Regions from separate parts of the Sus scrofa genome. Here all the other regions are linked to region 3. The links are chromatin contacts, called in public Hi-C and promoter capture Hi-C maps. All regions are on one chromosome and are shown on one strand. The core of a region is the stretch at or near the end of the contact, and the rest is flanking DNA. Distances in the headings are between cores, read along the strand shown.

Evidence for each region. Promoter capture Hi-C pulls out the DNA fragments that hold promoters and counts their contacts. Hi-C and Micro-C count contacts between places; a contact is called where the count stands out from the background.
Region 1: a contact with region 3 is called in a Hi-C map of skeletal muscle, with 4 times the contacts expected there. The contact joins the promoter of TTC9 here to the promoter of MAP3K9 in region 3. A contact is called at or near these places in 2 of 5 promoter capture datasets (fetal skeletal muscle and liver), 32 of 47 Hi-C or Micro-C datasets (adipocytes, adipose tissue, alveolar macrophages and 18 more) and 2 of 2 datasets of contacts at active chromatin or transcription factors (alveolar macrophages and skeletal muscle).
Region 2: a promoter capture Hi-C map of liver shows a contact between it and region 3, with 4 times the contacts expected there. The contact joins the promoter of MED6 here to the promoter of MAP3K9 in region 3. A contact is called at or near these places in 2 of 5 promoter capture datasets (fetal skeletal muscle and liver) and 1 of 47 Hi-C or Micro-C datasets (blood).

What each region holds. Positions count from the first base shown.
Region 1 is chr7:94,217,148-94,219,847 of Sscrofa11.1, forward strand. It overlaps TTC9 (tetratricopeptide repeat protein 9A), which reads left to right and starts at 1,289. Exons shown (of 3, transcript XM_005656367.3): 1 at 1,289-2,256. The coding sequence starts at 1,344.
Region 2 is chr7:94,183,293-94,185,992 of Sscrofa11.1, forward strand. It overlaps MED6 (mediator of RNA polymerase II transcription subunit 6), which reads right to left and starts at 1,314. Exons shown (of 8, transcript XM_001928042.4): 1 at 1,217-1,314. The coding sequence starts at 1,238.
Region 3 is chr7:94,378,768-94,381,467 of Sscrofa11.1, forward strand. MAP3K9 (mitogen-activated protein kinase kinase kinase 9) reads right to left here and starts at 1,293. Exons shown (of 12, transcript XM_021099417.1): 1 at 894-1,293. The coding sequence starts at 1,293.

The DNA.
Region 1 (2,700 bases), core at 39-2,538, 160 kb before region 3:
TATATATATATATATATATATTTATCTCAGCCTCATAAAGGTGGGGGCACTTGGAATTTGGCGCAGTGGTTAACGAATCCGACTAGGAACCATGAGGTTGTGGGTTCAATCCCTGGCCTCGCTCAGTGGGTTAAGGAGCTGGCGTTTCCGTGAGCTGTGGTGTAGGTCACAGTCAAGGCTCAGATCTGGCGTTGCTGTGGTTGTGGCTGTGGCTGTGGCCTGTGGCTACAGCTCTGATTCAACCCCTAGTCTGGGAACCTCCATATGCTGCAGGTGTGTCCCTAGGAAAGACAAAAAAAAAAAAAAAAGAAAAAAGAAAGAAAGAAAAAAGGTGGGGGCACTAAAAAACAGGCCAGCCTTCTCCATTGTTTACAAAATCAAATGCAAGCCCTTCATCCAAATGCCTCCATAATGTAACCCAATCATTTCCAGTTACTTCTCTTTAGGCCACAAAAATCAAACCATTATGCCCCAAACACATCCAAGATTCTGAACATCATGACCTCAGCTGTTTCCTCACTCTGGTTGAGATGTCATTTCCATCTATTTCCTCATGTCCAGATCTTACCCATCTTTCAAGGCCCTCAAATGCCATTTCCTGCTCAAAGCCTCCTTTCCTCCAGACTGCACTGCACTTTCCATTCCTCCCCGATAACATTTGCCAATCTCTACCTGGCAGGGTGACTCTACCGATGAGTGGTGTATATCCCCAGTAGACTGGGAGTTAGTTAAGTGAGAGCAAGGCAGTCCCTTCCTTGCCTGTCTTTGTCCCCTCCTTGACCTCAGGAAATCCCCAGCAGACAGCCAGCCGCTCAGGGCTCACCGAAAGAATGAATGAAGTAAGGGATGGAACCTCCCAAGGCGGGGAAGAACTGGCCTGTAAACAGAAACTAGAAACTAGAACGCACGCCCGCCCTGATGACCAACAGTAACAGGTGTTTTCCATCTCTGATGTCTGTGATTCATTCTGCACAACTGCCCGCACGTCCAGGCGCCAGCATACAGCGGCTCCTAGAATACAACGCCCCACTCTGAAGTGCACATTGTGTTCTGGGTGCCGGTGCAGCCCCCCACGGAGACCCACCTCAGCCACCACCTGCATCCACACACACAAAAAGAGGCCCTGCCACCTTAAAAATATCAACGCCTTACTGCAAAGAACCAGAAGCTGTGGCTTTTGCCCACACCCCTGGCTTCCCTCTTGCACCTTTCTTTTTAGTTTATAAGAAATCTATTGAGGGTGAGTCTGCAAGCCTTCGACGCGGGCGTCCCCATTCCCTACACACACACACACACCCTTCCCTACACACGCATACATACACACACACACACACCCTTCCCCCATGCGTGTCTTTCAGACTAGCCGCTTCTCCCAAGGCCGGGTTGAATGGGAAAGAACGGGCCGGTCTTTGTCATTAATCCTCCCCTCCTTCAAAGGAGCCAAGCTTCTTCCGGGTCAGCAACAATCACCGCCAACCCCATCGGGCCCCCGGTCCCCCATACCGCTAGCCCTGAAGCGCGCGAGGGCCAGGTCGCCACCTCCGCAGGTTGCGGGAGGGGAGGAGGGCGAGGAGGAGGGCGGGCGGGCGGCGCGGGAGTGGGGGAGGGAGGGAAGAAAGGAGGGAAGGAGGGGAAGGCAATCCGAGGAGGAGGAGGAGAGAGCAGCCTCCCGCAGACAGCGAAGAGAATGGGAGTGCGGGGCGACAGACCGCCGCGGGGTGTCACGGCAGTGGCCGAGCTTGCCAGGCGCAAGGCCGGTGCCCGCCGCTTTTAAACCCGGGAGGGCGCGGCGGCGGCAGCGGCGGCGACGGGCGGATCGCGGCGCGCGCGGGGAGCCGGGAGGCGGCCGAATGGAGAGGAAGGGCTCGGCGGCCGGGGCCAAAGGAAACCCTAGCCCGCCCGCGGCCGGTGAGGCGCAGCGGCCACAGCCGCCTCTGTGCGTCCCGGGCGGCAGCGGAGGGACCCCGGCGCGGGGCCAGGCTGGGGCGGCGGCTGAGCCCGCCGAGTTCATCAGGCGCGCGCACGAGTTCAAGAGCCAAGGGGCGCAGTGCTACAAGGACAAGAAATTCCGCGAAGCCATCGGCAAATACCACAGGGCGTTGCTGGAGCTGAAGGGGCTGCTGCCGGCTGCCGGGGAACGGGAGCGGGACTCGCGCTCGGCCTCCCCGGCCGGGGCCCCCAACCCCGGTCGCCTCTCAGAGGAGCAGAGCAAGACGGTGGAAGCCATCGAGATCGACTGCTACAACAGCCTGGCAGGTGAGCTGCGTCGCGTCGCGCCCCCGACCCCTCCTCCCCCTGCCTTCTAGGTCTCCCGCTCAGCACCCATCCCCATTCCCCCCCCCGCCCCCCGCCCGGCCCCAGGGGTCACGGCCCGTAGCCTCGGCGCGCCCGCGACGCACACTCTCCAGCTGGGACCGTGCTGCTCTGCCCTGGGAAGGAGAACCTGGGAGGGGGCGCTTTAGAAGAAGTGTGACTTTTAGGATTAGACCTTCCAGAACTCGTTGTCATCCCGCATTCTTCCCTCGCATCCTCGTAAATCTCACCTATAAATAGCTGGACAGACAGATGGGGATTCAGCCGGCCTGGCGGCGACTGCCGCTACTACTGCTCAGCAGTGGACCTGGGTCCAAATGCGGGAAGCAGCACCCAGGGTGGGCCACCCGCACCCACCGCTTGCCCAGCGGTTGCGCTCCTCGGGGA
Region 2 (2,700 bases), core at 64-2,563, 200 kb before region 3:
TCAGATCCCGCGTTGCTGTGGCTCTGGGGAAGGCCGAGGCTACAGCTGCGATTCGACCCCTGGCCTGGGAACCTTCATATGCCGTGTGTGCGGCCCTAGAAAATACAAAAAATAAATAAAAAATAAAACCACAACCCTATGTTGAAATGACCAGGAAAACATCAGTTAAAAATCTTTTAACCAAAGCCGTTTTTCTTTAATCTGCTGGGGGTAAGAGGAGTAAATTTAAGCCTGGCTTTTCGCTTGCGTCTAGGTACAAAAATTCATACTTCTTTTAAGTACTACAAAGTTTCAAATGGAAACAAATGTTAAAAGTCTCATACAAGTGCAGAAGTTTTGTGAGCGCCACCACCACAACAGTAAGATATACTGACAAGTGCACTCTCACTCTCATGAGTTTTTCCTGGGAATTTCCATGACACCTCCTCCCAACCTGCTGGAACCTGGTCTGTTTGAAACTAAGTTCTTGTGCTTCAATTATTTGTTTTGTAAGTTTTAGTGAATTATATAGTTGATTTACAATGTTGCGACATGCTACAGTTATTTTTAAATCGCCCGCGGGTTCATTCCGGAATCCCAGAGTTTCACTGAAAAGTTTGTATGTTCATGTGCTAAGAGAACGTACGGTTTAATGCGGCGCGACCTGAGAGAGCAATTACAGGAATGCGTCTCCATATACTTATTCATTGAATATTCAACAAATATTTCAGTACCTCTACAGTTCAGCTGTGAAAAAGAAACGACCTCTGCCCGCAGTAATTGTTGGGTTTTCGATGGAAGGGACTATACACTCAAAAACAAAAGTTAGAGAGGAAAATCGTCGGTATTCACTCACAGAGATGACGGACGTGCGGGACGCGACATCAGGAATAAGGTATCCCCAAGACAAGCCCCAAGGAGGAATCAAACCTTGTCGGCTCACTGCCCCAACCCCTTCTCTGTGCAAAGGCCGCTCCTTCACCCTCACAGAGGGGCCCTAAAGTTTTTGCAAAGATTTATCAGGATTCAAAACCCAGAGCTTCTCCCAACCGCTTCGTTTCAAGAGACCCCTGAAGAACTGCGAAAAACGAGGCAAGTTTTCTCCAGACCAGAGCTTTGGGTCGTTCACACAAAACACTCAGAAGAGCACCCAAACGAACCAGAACCTTGCCCCCGCACGCTGTAAATCCCTAAACCAGACCCCAAACAGGAAATAAAGGGTGACAGCACAGGGTACCTCGGATATCCACCGCCGCCATAATTCTAAAAGCGTTTTCGGGTTCTTCTTCCGGCGCAGAGGAAACGTAGCAACTCCGAGACGGAAGAGGCGGGACGCAGAGCGGAGGAAAGTTGAACCGAAAAGGGGGCGGAGACTGCGAGGCTAGGAAGAGAGAGCGGGCAAAGGGGAGAGACTGGAGAAGAGGTGGAAGCCTTTGCTTCGGAAGCAAAATATTAACATGCTGAAAAGAAAAGGAATACCCTTGGGTCCCTGAGTAAAGACCTAGTGTCTGCGTCCCTGGTAATCTGGGCTAGATAGCAAGTACCAGAGGGAATAATTCTGTGGAATGGAGAAGCCAATGGAAGCCTTAGAAAGATTCTCAAGCTCCAGTGTATTCCCGTAAAGGCAAACTGAGGAGGATAACCACCAGTAAGACGCAGATGCCAAGGGGAGAAACCCCAAATCTGAAGAAGCCCTGTGTACAGGAATGATACCGTCTCCAAAACTTAGGTACTGAGAAGGTTCCCCCCAAATTTAACTACAACACAGGGGTAAGGGGGAGGGGGCAAAGAACAGGGAATTTTCCACCTCATAGACTGGAAATTCAAAATTTTTAAATCTAAACGGCATAAAAATATTGCTTTGTGGAGTTCCTGGGGCGTCGCAGCAGAAACCAATCCGACTAGGAACCATGAGATTGCGGATTCAATCCCTGGCCTCGCTCAGTGGATTAATGATCTGGCGTTTCCCCTGAACTGTGGTGTAGGTCTCAGACAAAGGCTTGGATTTGGCGGTCCTGCAGCTGTAGCTCAGATTAGACCCTTAGTCTGGGAACCTCCATATGCCGCATGTGCGGTTATATTTGTTACACTTCCATATTTGAACTGGGGTTTTATTTATTTATTTATTTATTCAGTCTTTAGGGCTGCATATGCGTCATATGGAGGTTACCAGGAAGGTGGGGGTCTAATTGGAGTTGCAGCCGCGGTCTACACCACAGCCACAGCAACATGGGATCCCAGCCTCTTCTTCGATCTACATCACAGTTCACAGCAATCCTTAATCCAGATCCTTAACCCACCAAGGGGAGGCCAGGGATCGAACCTGTGTCCTCATGGATTTGGAGATTTGTTTATTTTATCAGATTTGTTTCTGATAAACCATGATGGGAACTCCCTGAGCTGGGATTTTATATTTGAGATGGTATATATACAGTGTGCCCCAATAAAAGTATGCACATGCACAGAGCAGAGTTTTCAAAAAGACGGGTTTTTTTTTTTTTTTTTCAGGAGGCAATTTTCTTGAGGGCCTGATTTTGGGGGGGGGGGGGTTGCTAGTGGAGAAGGCATCCCAAAATGGGAGAACATTATATCCAATAAACTGATGTGTGAAACATCAAACGTTTTGTTTTGTTTTCTTGTGTTCTTATTAGGTGAGAAGATTAGAAAGAAGAGCTGCAGAAGACATCTGTAGGTAGTAAAACATGGTTAAGTCTGGTAAGC
Region 3 (2,700 bases), core at 43-2,542:
AAATTTCATTACAGGGTGTGGAGCAGGGGGCTCCTGGGAAATTGGTGAAAACCAGGACACTGGAAGACCTGGGAGGGACCCCTGCGCATGGGCCCCCTGAGATTTGGCAAAGACCAAATATAGGCAAGGATCTAGGGTGAGAATAAAGGAGAAAATACACTGTATAGGTGTCAAGGGACTGGGATTTAGCCATTGTGCCTGGGCTCCTGATCTCTCGTGGGGGGAATGGCATACTTTTCCCTCCCTAATCATTTCTGCCCCCCCCCCACACAAATACACACCCTTCTTAGCACATTCTTCACTGAGACTCCTAAAGGTACAACTTTTAAGATACAAGATTAGGATCCAAGAAAGCAACCCAAGAAAGATACTTCAGCCGTAAGTTCACACAGACTTCCGGGACCGGTGCGCCAGTCCAGCCCCGCGGGAAACACCCCCCCCCCCGCCCCGTCTCCTTCAAAGCAAATACCTATAAGGGGCGGGGAAGGCGCTAGAAAAGGTCGGGAAGGTCCCAGACTGGGGGACTAAGGTTATAATAGAAACCACCAGCCGGCCTAAAATCCTTCCAGATTTGCGGGGTGGGGAGTGCGAGGGAGATTCTCTTGCTAGGGCTTCAGGATGTACAATCAGGAGCTGCTGCTGAGGTGGTCAGGCGAAGGTGAAGAAGCCCAAGAGCCTGAGGTTCCAGGCGCGGCCTGCGGCAAGTCTGTCTAACCAATTGCACCGGCCAAAGCCCCTGCAGCCCGAGGACGCTTGCACACATCAGGTCAATCACTGACCACCTTAACCTAACCTTCAAGGAGGGCTCCTCTCCCTCCTCGACCACCCCAAGCTCCATCATCCCCCCCCCCCCACAGCCCCCGCCAGGCTCCCGCGCCCCGCCTTCTCCTTACACTGAATGGGCGAGTAGCAACTGGGGTCCTCGCCGCCAGGCTGGCAACGGCTGGAAAAAGCGCTGCGCGGGGTCACGTAGTTGCTGGGGAAGATGCCCACACGCTGGTTCAGCTGCCCGGTCCACCAGCCCTCATCGCCGGACACCTGCGAGTCCTTGGACAACACCTCCACCACGTCGCCCAGCCGCAGGGTCAGCTCGTCCTCGCCCGCCGCCTCGTACTCGAACACCGCCGTCCAGTAGGGCATCGGCGTGTCGGAGCCCAGATCCCCGGGGGCCGCTGCCGCCTCCTCCTCCTCTTCCTCTTCCTCCTCGGCCCCGGCCCCCGCTCCATCCTCCCCCGGCTGGGCGGCAGCGGCGGCGCTCGCCAGGGAGCCGAGAAGCGCTCTGGAGGGCTCCATGGAGCGGCCGATCCATAGGGTGCGGGGCTGCCGCCGCCCGCAGGAGCCGCCGCTGCCTATTGTTCATGCGGCTCCGCAGAGCTGGGGGAACCCCCCTCCCCCGACGGCGGCCGCAGGTAGGGCCGGGGCTGGCAGGGCGGGGAGAGCCGGCTCGCTGTGGCTGGCGCGGCGCCGCGACAAGTGAGCGGAGTGCGAGTGCTCAGCGCAGCATGGGGGCGCGGCGGGCCGGAGCCCCCGCCTTCGCGTTCGACCGCTGGGGCGGCCTCACCACCTCCACCACGGGTACCTGCTCAAGCAGCCGGTGCCCGCCGCCTCCAGCCGGCCGCCTCTCCCAGCTCCGCGCCGCGCGCCGCCCCCAGCTCCGCCCGCACGCCCAGGACCACCTGACGCGGACCTGGCTCCGCCCCAGCCCTGCGGACCCGAAGAGGCGGGGCTTCCCGGAGCCCAGGCCCGCCCCTGCGCCAACCCGCCTTCCCATTGGCCGCCGCCAACCCGTCCGCAGGTTCCTCCCGCCGCGGTTGAGGCTGTCCCGCCAGTCGCCCCGCTCGCCCCGCTCCACCCACTGCGCCTACGTCGCCCGCCCCCCGCCCCCGCCCCTGTGCGGGCTCTCTCATTCTCAAACCCCAGGTTGACCCATTTCTCGCTCCCATTGGCCCGCCTCAGCTCCAACCATTGGTCCAAGGTACCTGTCCGTTTCCGGAGAGAGTTCGACACCGCCCGTCAGGAAGAGACTGCGGCTTCATTGGGCGCCTGAGGAAGGATGGGTGGACCCTAAAAGGTAAGCTGAACCCTCATTCATCCCTAAGAGGCTGTAGGAGACCGCTCCCTTTGTCTGACGCGGAGGGCTAGCACCTGTGTTCTAAATCCTAAAGTGAGCTACTGAGAGTTAGCAGAGGGGAATTGAGCTAGGTTGCGCCCTGGGAGAGCTCTTTCTTCTCCAGCTCCCCTTTACAATTGGATTCTTCCTTCTCTTGGGTCTGTGCATCCTATCAGGTGGATTAACTTCCACCCCTGTCTATTAAGGCCTTCAGACCCACTGCTGTGTTCTTTAAAAGAACTCTTAAAACTCTATAGTTCTCGCCTTTATGAAACTGCATAAAACTCCCCCTTTCCAGGGTTCCTGTTAGAAGAAATTCCAATACCGTCAATTTTTTAGAATTCAGACCAAAGACCACTTTCCTGGGGCTCAAACAGTCTGGGTAAGCTGTCGGTGAAGTGGACTTTGTCTCTCTGAAGAGATTAAATTTTTCTGCAAATCTTGGATTTCTTTCATCTGGGGGAATTTCACCTTGGATCATGGTGACCTCTATGGAAATCAAATTAAAAACCAAAGCTGAATATACATACAAAACAATACTGCAGTTTATGAGCAAAGCTGCCCTTTTCCTACATCCTTTTGTTAGCTTC